Regions from separate parts of the Gossypium hirsutum genome. Here region 1 is linked to region 2. The links are chromatin contacts, called in public Hi-C maps. All regions are on one chromosome and are shown on one strand. The core of a region is the stretch at or near the end of the contact, and the rest is flanking DNA. Distances in the headings are between cores, read along the strand shown.

Region 1 (3,519 bases), core at 349-2,848, 150 kb before region 2:
GGTAAAAAAAACAAAGATTAAAATGAAAAGCAGTGAAAACTAAAATAATGTATTAAAAAATTGTCAAATTGTACTTGTTTATCTCATTGCTGAAATTTAATTATTTTCAATATTGAAAATTCAAAATTCAAAACATCAAAATCAATTAAATAAATTATTAAAAAAATTTATCTCTTGAGAGTGTATATATTGAAATTAATTTAATTAATTTAATCTCCTTATAAAATTTAATTTTTTTTATGTTTTCAAATAAAAATAAACTCAAATAATTCATCTTTAATAATTTTCTACGAAACCTAAATTTATTTTGATTATATGATCTTGAATATTCCATGTTAAGCTAAAGCAAAGAAATTCCTTGCAATTAATTTACTTTATCTTTCATGCCAAATAAAATCTAGAATTTTTCATTATGTTCTTTACCCAAATGAAGAAAAGTAATTAATTTTTAGTTAATTGCAATGATTTTTTCCTTTACGTTTAGCTTTGCATGTAAGATTCAATATTATAGAATCAAAAGGAATTTAAGTTTCATAGACACTTATTACATATACGTTAATTGGATTGATTTCGGATAATTTGGAAATATAAAATAAAATTTTAAAATTTAAGAGATTAAATTAAGTAAATTAATTTATTTCAATTTATAGTTGTTTGACATTATCAGGGATAAGAAATTTCAATAATTTATTTAATTGACTTTTATGTTTTGAAATTTAAAATTTTGATATTGAAAATTAGAAATTTAAAATTTTCGACAATGGGATAAAAAAGTAGAATTTAATAAATTTTAATGCGTTATTTTAGTTTATATCGTTTTTTCACTTTAATCCTTAATGTTTTTTTTACCGTGACCTATATTTAAGAAAAGATTTTTGGGTGACTAAAATAAAATTGATCTAAAAGTTGAGAGATTAAAATGAAAGTGTAGATATAATATGACTTGTAAAATTAACCGTCGATAAATAACGGTGACTAAAATAAAAATATCTTAAAAATTAAATGACAAAATTACAATAATTTCATGTTGAATGAAAAAAAAAATCATCATTGATCTACACGTGTTACACACCCTTTCTTGTCGTCAGCATCGCCATGTATCTTCCTTCAAATATGAATTTCCTATTGTCTCGGAAACTTGCAAGTTAGTGAATAATCCATAAAAATGTAACTCAAATGCCCATAGTTTTATTCATCTATTTATTTTAAATTTGTTTATACCTGGCTGTCTTTTCAATATTATTGCCCTAATCAAAGCTGTGTCTTTTGACTGAATGTTGATTTTTGCCATTCCTTTTCGTTTTGAAAAACCTTAAAAAATAGATCAAAGTTGAAACGTGGTCCACGCTTTATCATGTCTTGATTTTTCTTACGGTAGTGGTTAACCATTGACTAATTTTGTACTATCTGCTTTATTTTCATTCATATTTCATGTGGGAAACGCTGCCCAGTGATGACCTAAGCCACAACACATCAGCTGCCTTACATAAGAGCTCTTCTTTTAACCATTTTCTTGACAACGAACGTAGTCAACTAATATGTGTCAACCTATGTATATAACCACTGTAAAAACATACTCTACTAATGGATGTTCCACGAGGTATCCTTTTTGAAATAAAAGTTTGCCATGTTAATTGTCATATTATTGGAAAAATTGGGGACATTCAAACACGTTTTTCCATAGAATCATAACATAAACTGGCATAAAATCTTTTGTATAAAACGTTTTGCTTTTTGCATAAAACTTAAAAGTCTGCTTCATTTACTTTTTGCAGAGATGGCAAAGTCTGACGAAAAGACAACTCTGAGGAAAGGTCCATGGAGTTCCGAAGAAGACCACAAATTAATAGCTTATGTTACTAGATATGGTATCTGGAATTGGACAGCAATGGCCAAAGCAGCAGGTCCACAATAACCAATATCATCGAGAAATACTCGAGGTTTTTGGCTTCTGAGTTACACTTTTATTGAGTCTTTTATATTTGTTCTTGTAGGATTGCAAAGGTCCGGGAAGAGTTGCAGACTCCGTTGGATGAATTATCTAAGGCCTGGAATTAAGCGTGGAAATTTCACAAGGGAAGAAGAGGAAACCATACTTGATTTGCATGAAAGGCTTGGAAATCGGTAAGCGCTGAAGGCTGTTAATACTCAACAAAATAATCCCTGTGAATGTTGATGATGGCTATGCAACTGATATGCTTTTGGAGCATAACATCAAATTTAATATTATTCGATCAAATTATGCAGATGGTCAGTGATTGCATCAAGGTTGCCTGGAAGAACTGATAATGAGATTAAAAATTATTGGCATACACGCTTAAGCAAGCGTTTGAGACACAACTTAGTGCCGAAAAGTGGACCTTTCCAGATACCCAATGTTGAAACCGAACAGGAAAGCTCACCCGAAATTGCTCTCCCACCTGCCATCGCTATAAAAGAATCAAATGTAGAAACCTCTGGTGCAATCCAGCTGCCTTTATCAAGCTCAAACCCTGCAATGAAAATTGACGAAAGCCAAACTAATTGTTCATTCAAAGCATATGGAGGACTTCAAAGCATATTTGAGCAGACATTCACTGCAGAAGGATCATACATAGTGGAGAATTCTAAAGCCATTTATTCAGTACCTGGAGTTTCTACTGCTACCTCTCAGCTAGCGAGGTTCCAGTACCTGGGTAATTCCTGTACTGACGTTTGGCATAAGTTTTTGACGAACGAAATAATATATGGAGGCTAATAATCTCTCGGGCAATCTTTGATTTGTAGAGCACTTGCTTGTTGGACATGATTGTAGCTAAACTAGTGGTTTGAACTATTGGCATTGAATTTGGATGAGTTCTTACTCTTTAATTTCCATGTATGTTCAAAGATTATTGCTTCAGTATCGAGGACCGGCAAAACATTAGGTGAAAGCTTCACTCAAATTGCCTTTTCTACGAATTAATGGTGGAAAAATATCTAGCAATAGGTTGTGCTTTCCTTTGTTAGAATAGGGTTTGTAACAAATAAAAATAAATTAATAAAGGGCTTTTTATTAAAATAATATAAAAATTAAATTAAATTCCAAAATGACAAATTCTTTATCAAAATAATGCTTATGTTACAATAATTTTCAGTGTCACAAGTGATATTACCCAAAATACAAACTAATCATTATCAAATGATTATTGAAAGAATAAAAGAAAAGAAAAGACGTACATTCTAAACCCTAAAATCTTTGTAAACTTTGTAATTCACGTTGATGGGGATGGAAGTTACTATTCTGTAGTTTGAGATAAAATTTTTTATTTAGGTACTTCATTTTAAAATTTATTTTAATTTTAACCTTAATTCGTAATTTTAATATTTTTTATTTAGTCCTTATATTTCTAATATTTTTAATTTAATTTAATGCTTTTGTACATATATGGTGAATATTCAATTTGTTGAATAATAATTTTAGTTGTGTCTAATAAAGATCAATTATACAATAATTTTAATTTCGGTTAATGTCGAATTTATATGTTAATATGAAATTTA
Region 2 (3,617 bases), core at 1,081-3,580:
ATATTCTTCATTAATTTCCTAAGCAGAAATTGGAGGAATTGCAGTATCTTCTTTCCCACTAAGTTTAAATTTATATTTTATACTTAGGCATGGAGAATGAAACCTCTATCTCTGCTACCCTCAAGAAAACTATTTTCTTATTTTGAAGTTTACAATAAAAACTCTTATTGAATTAAGCATTGTTCGATTCCCCATCTGCTACAGAACAACACAACATTAACACAAACAAATAGTAATATTTTAACATTTGAAGCCATGTTTTGTCCTTCTTGTCCCTTTCCCAACAGCTGGCCGCCAGCTAAATTTAATATTTTTTAAAAGGAAATAAACAAAATGGATCATCTAATTTAGTCAATTTTCTTTCGTCAATTTTGTACTCGAAGAAAAGGGTAAGGGAACCATCTTTTCTGAGTTCTAACTAAAGCTGTTCATGAACCCTTTTGTCCTTTTCCCTTTAGGACATTAGGTATAGAAAATCTAGGTAGAAATCTTAACCACATGGTTGAATCTGGGAAATCTTCACCCTGTTACTTTCACTGCAAAAACCATTCAATTTCTGACGCTTCCTTTGCTCTCTCTTTTCAGGCACTGCAATGGCTGCCATGCTGCTACTGCTTCTCTCACAATGGCAGTCTAAAACACTCATTGGAGTTGTTGTACTTGAGCTTGACACCGTTTCAATAATTGAATCGCTAGTTTCATTAGCCACCATCTCTTGCATTGCATTAAAGCATTTCAACTGATTCTCCTGTCAAAATTATATTCATTTAATTCATTAACCTAAAGTAATTGAAAAGAAAATGACCTTCAATAATGTTTTATAGTTCCAGTTCCTTACTTTATTAACATGTCGACAGCTCAAAATCGAGGTTTCAAAAGATGGAAACTGCAAAGGGAATAGCTCATGGGATGCCATAAGAAGAGCTGATGCTGCAATTATTGATGGTTTGAACTCTAGCAGTTTGATTTCTGCAACAAATAACATAACAGACATGTTCAAGCTGTTTTCCGATAAAAGACATAACGGACATGTTACTATGTTCTGTTTAATTACCATTACAAGCTTGGAAGATTATGTTTGTTGCTCTATCTTTCAATGCTTGTCTCAAAGGTGGATCTTTAAGTTCAAACAAAGATATGAAGAAGCAGATAAACGACAAGGGTGTTACTGATCTCATTCTCCAATTCAAGGCATCAAGTATCAGAAGCTCCATTCGTTGAATTGCGGGGGCATCAAAGATGAACCCTTCGTCTCTCTGTTTCATTTGTATTAGTCTTCGCATGAAGGTAAAAAAAAAAATTTCAAATTAAGATGAGATGTTTAATTAACCTGGAAATTGGAGGAAGAGAAGTGTTGTTCCTTCATCTTTGAAGCCAAAGAAATGGTAGCGATCACAAGAAGCCTCAACACCCATGGATTACCTTGCTGTTACAGTATTCAAGTTGTTATAAAAAATACTTTGTTTGGTTACCAAGAAAACAACACTCTTCATCTTGCCTACATACAGGAATTTCTTGCCTGGAGACGAACCGGTCCATGTAGTTAGTAGCCAGGTATGTTGTGTAAGGATCAATGTTACATGAATACTGTGCCTGACCAATTAAAACAAGTTATAAAAGACAAGAACAGTAAACCATGTATTAAAATGAAATGGAAGGAAAAGAACAGTAGTGAATAGTGAAAATAGATATGGGTACCCTCAAAATGAGAGAAATGGCTTCCTGTCGAAAAGAAACAAACAAGTCATTGCTCTTTAAACTTAGAAAGTAGTTGTGGGAAGGCATGTGATCAGATTCTGAAGAGAAGAGAGCTGAGATTATATCAGATTCTTGATTGTCCAAGCTGGTGAATGGGTTCTCAAGATCAAAGCAATCCATAATTTTTTTTCTTAAGAGAAGAATGGGGAGAGAGTGAGAGTGAGTTTGCAAAAGAATAGAGTTATAATAATGTTGAAAAAGAGAAGAAGAGAGCTGAAAAAACCAAGTCGGATCTTCAACTTCACTTGTGACTTTTGTTTCTGGGTCTCACAAAGCTGCCTTGTTTAACTTTAATTAGAATATGCCATTGCTACTCGAGAAACTGAATTAGTATCATGAACATGATATTTATAATAATAATAATCTAATTTGAAGGTAGAAGGTTATACTTTTGAAAAGCTAATATTGTTGGAGAAATGGATAAAAGTGCCATTCTTCTTTGAACACATGTATGTATATAGTTTAGTATGCAAAGCAAAAGGAGAAAAGTGGTCCCAAGCAGAGCTCACAAAGCAGTAGAAAGAAAGAAGACAGTTTGGCGCAGTATATTTCCTTTTCTTCGTTCCGCGATAAGCGCCGGTCCATTTTAAAGAAGGTGCCGCTTAAATAATTCACCGCTTAATATCCAACAAACTATTATTTATTTTTTTTCCTTCTTTAAAAGAAATTACTTTTCCTTTTTTAATTTTGCTTTTGATCATGGAATAAGACCCTCTTTAATTTAATCACATTCCACAAACTCCTTTCTTGTTTTTCTTTTCCCTTTTATAACAAGTTTTTAAGAATAAATAGTTCATCTAATATTAATAAGAATAAAAAAATTCATAAATTTTTTTAGGATTTTATCATATATATAATTATTTTAATTATTTTATTATTTTACCATGTCATTCTAGAAAAAAAAATTCTCTACTAAAGTGAGCAGGACAATAATCCAATTTTCAATGTCTTAAGACCCAAGGTTTCTTTTCTCCAAGTCAAATTTAGGTAGATTGACTTCGGGTACCTTTTTTTATTTAATTTCTTTCATTTTCTTTAACAAACCTCACCGTCTCTTCCTTACCTATTTAATTTTTAATTTTCTAAAAGATAACCTATCGAGGTAAATATTGAGTTTCAAATATTTATTAGATATAATTGTTTTTTAAATAATTGCATAAATTGATTAAACAAAAATTCAAATATTCAATGGTTGGATAGTAAATTTCAAGTTGATTGAGATAAAATTTACTATTTTAACTTGTGCTTATAAATAGGGGTGAGTGTTTGATCGAATTGAGTAAAAAAAATTGAGTTGGTGGGTCCTTTTTTTATTATCCTAACTCAATTTGAATTTTTTTTTTCTAATCGAATCAAGTGAAATTATTCGAGTTAAATTAAAAAATTAAACATTTTGAATTAAAATCTCAATACAATATAACTAATTCCATGTTAGAGTAAATAAATTTGAAATCATATATATTTAAAAAATTTCAAAGAAAAATAAGAGAAAAAAAAGATATTTTAGTATGCTTGAATCATTAATTAACTTATTTAGGTCCCAAACTTATTATTTTAGAAAATTTTAAAATTTTTAACTTTCTTTATATATTCTTTAGATTTTTATAATTGTTGAAAAAATATACATTTTGCAATTTTATAAATATTTAGAATTTTAAAATTTATTTTAAATTTTTTTTTGTAATTTTTGGTAAGAGAGGCCGATTTGCTCATTTTCAAAAACTAACAAAGACTGTTTACATCAATTTTTTATTCAAATTATTCGAGTTATTTGAATGGTAAAATTTAAGAATGGTAAAATTTAACTCAACTCGAACTCGAACATCGAATTATTTATTCATGTAGACTCGAAAAAAATT

What was found. Hi-C and Micro-C count contacts between places; a contact is called where the count stands out from the background.
Region 1: a contact with region 2 is called in a Hi-C map of leaf, with 2.1 times the contacts expected there. The contact joins the promoter of LOC107963480 here to the promoter of LOC107962239 in region 2. A contact is called at or near these places in 2 of 34 Hi-C or Micro-C datasets (callus and leaf).

What each region holds. Positions count from the first base shown.
Region 1 is chrA06:94,991,641-94,995,159 of Gossypium_hirsutum_v2.1, reverse strand. It overlaps LOC107963480 (transcription factor MYB4), which reads left to right and starts at 1,598. Exons shown (of 3, transcript XM_016899983.2): 1 at 1,598-1,904; 2 at 1,995-2,124; 3 at 2,248-2,826. The coding sequence starts at 1,778. The coding sequence ends at 2,737.
Region 2 is chrA06:94,839,121-94,842,737 of Gossypium_hirsutum_v2.1, reverse strand. It overlaps LOC107962239 (putative cyclin-D6-1), which reads right to left and starts at 2,330. Exons shown (of 6, transcript XM_016898557.2): 1 at 1,699-2,330; 2 at 1,507-1,593; 3 at 1,331-1,426; 4 at 1,055-1,256; 5 at 839-969; 6 at 168-748. The coding sequence starts at 1,878. The coding sequence ends at 491.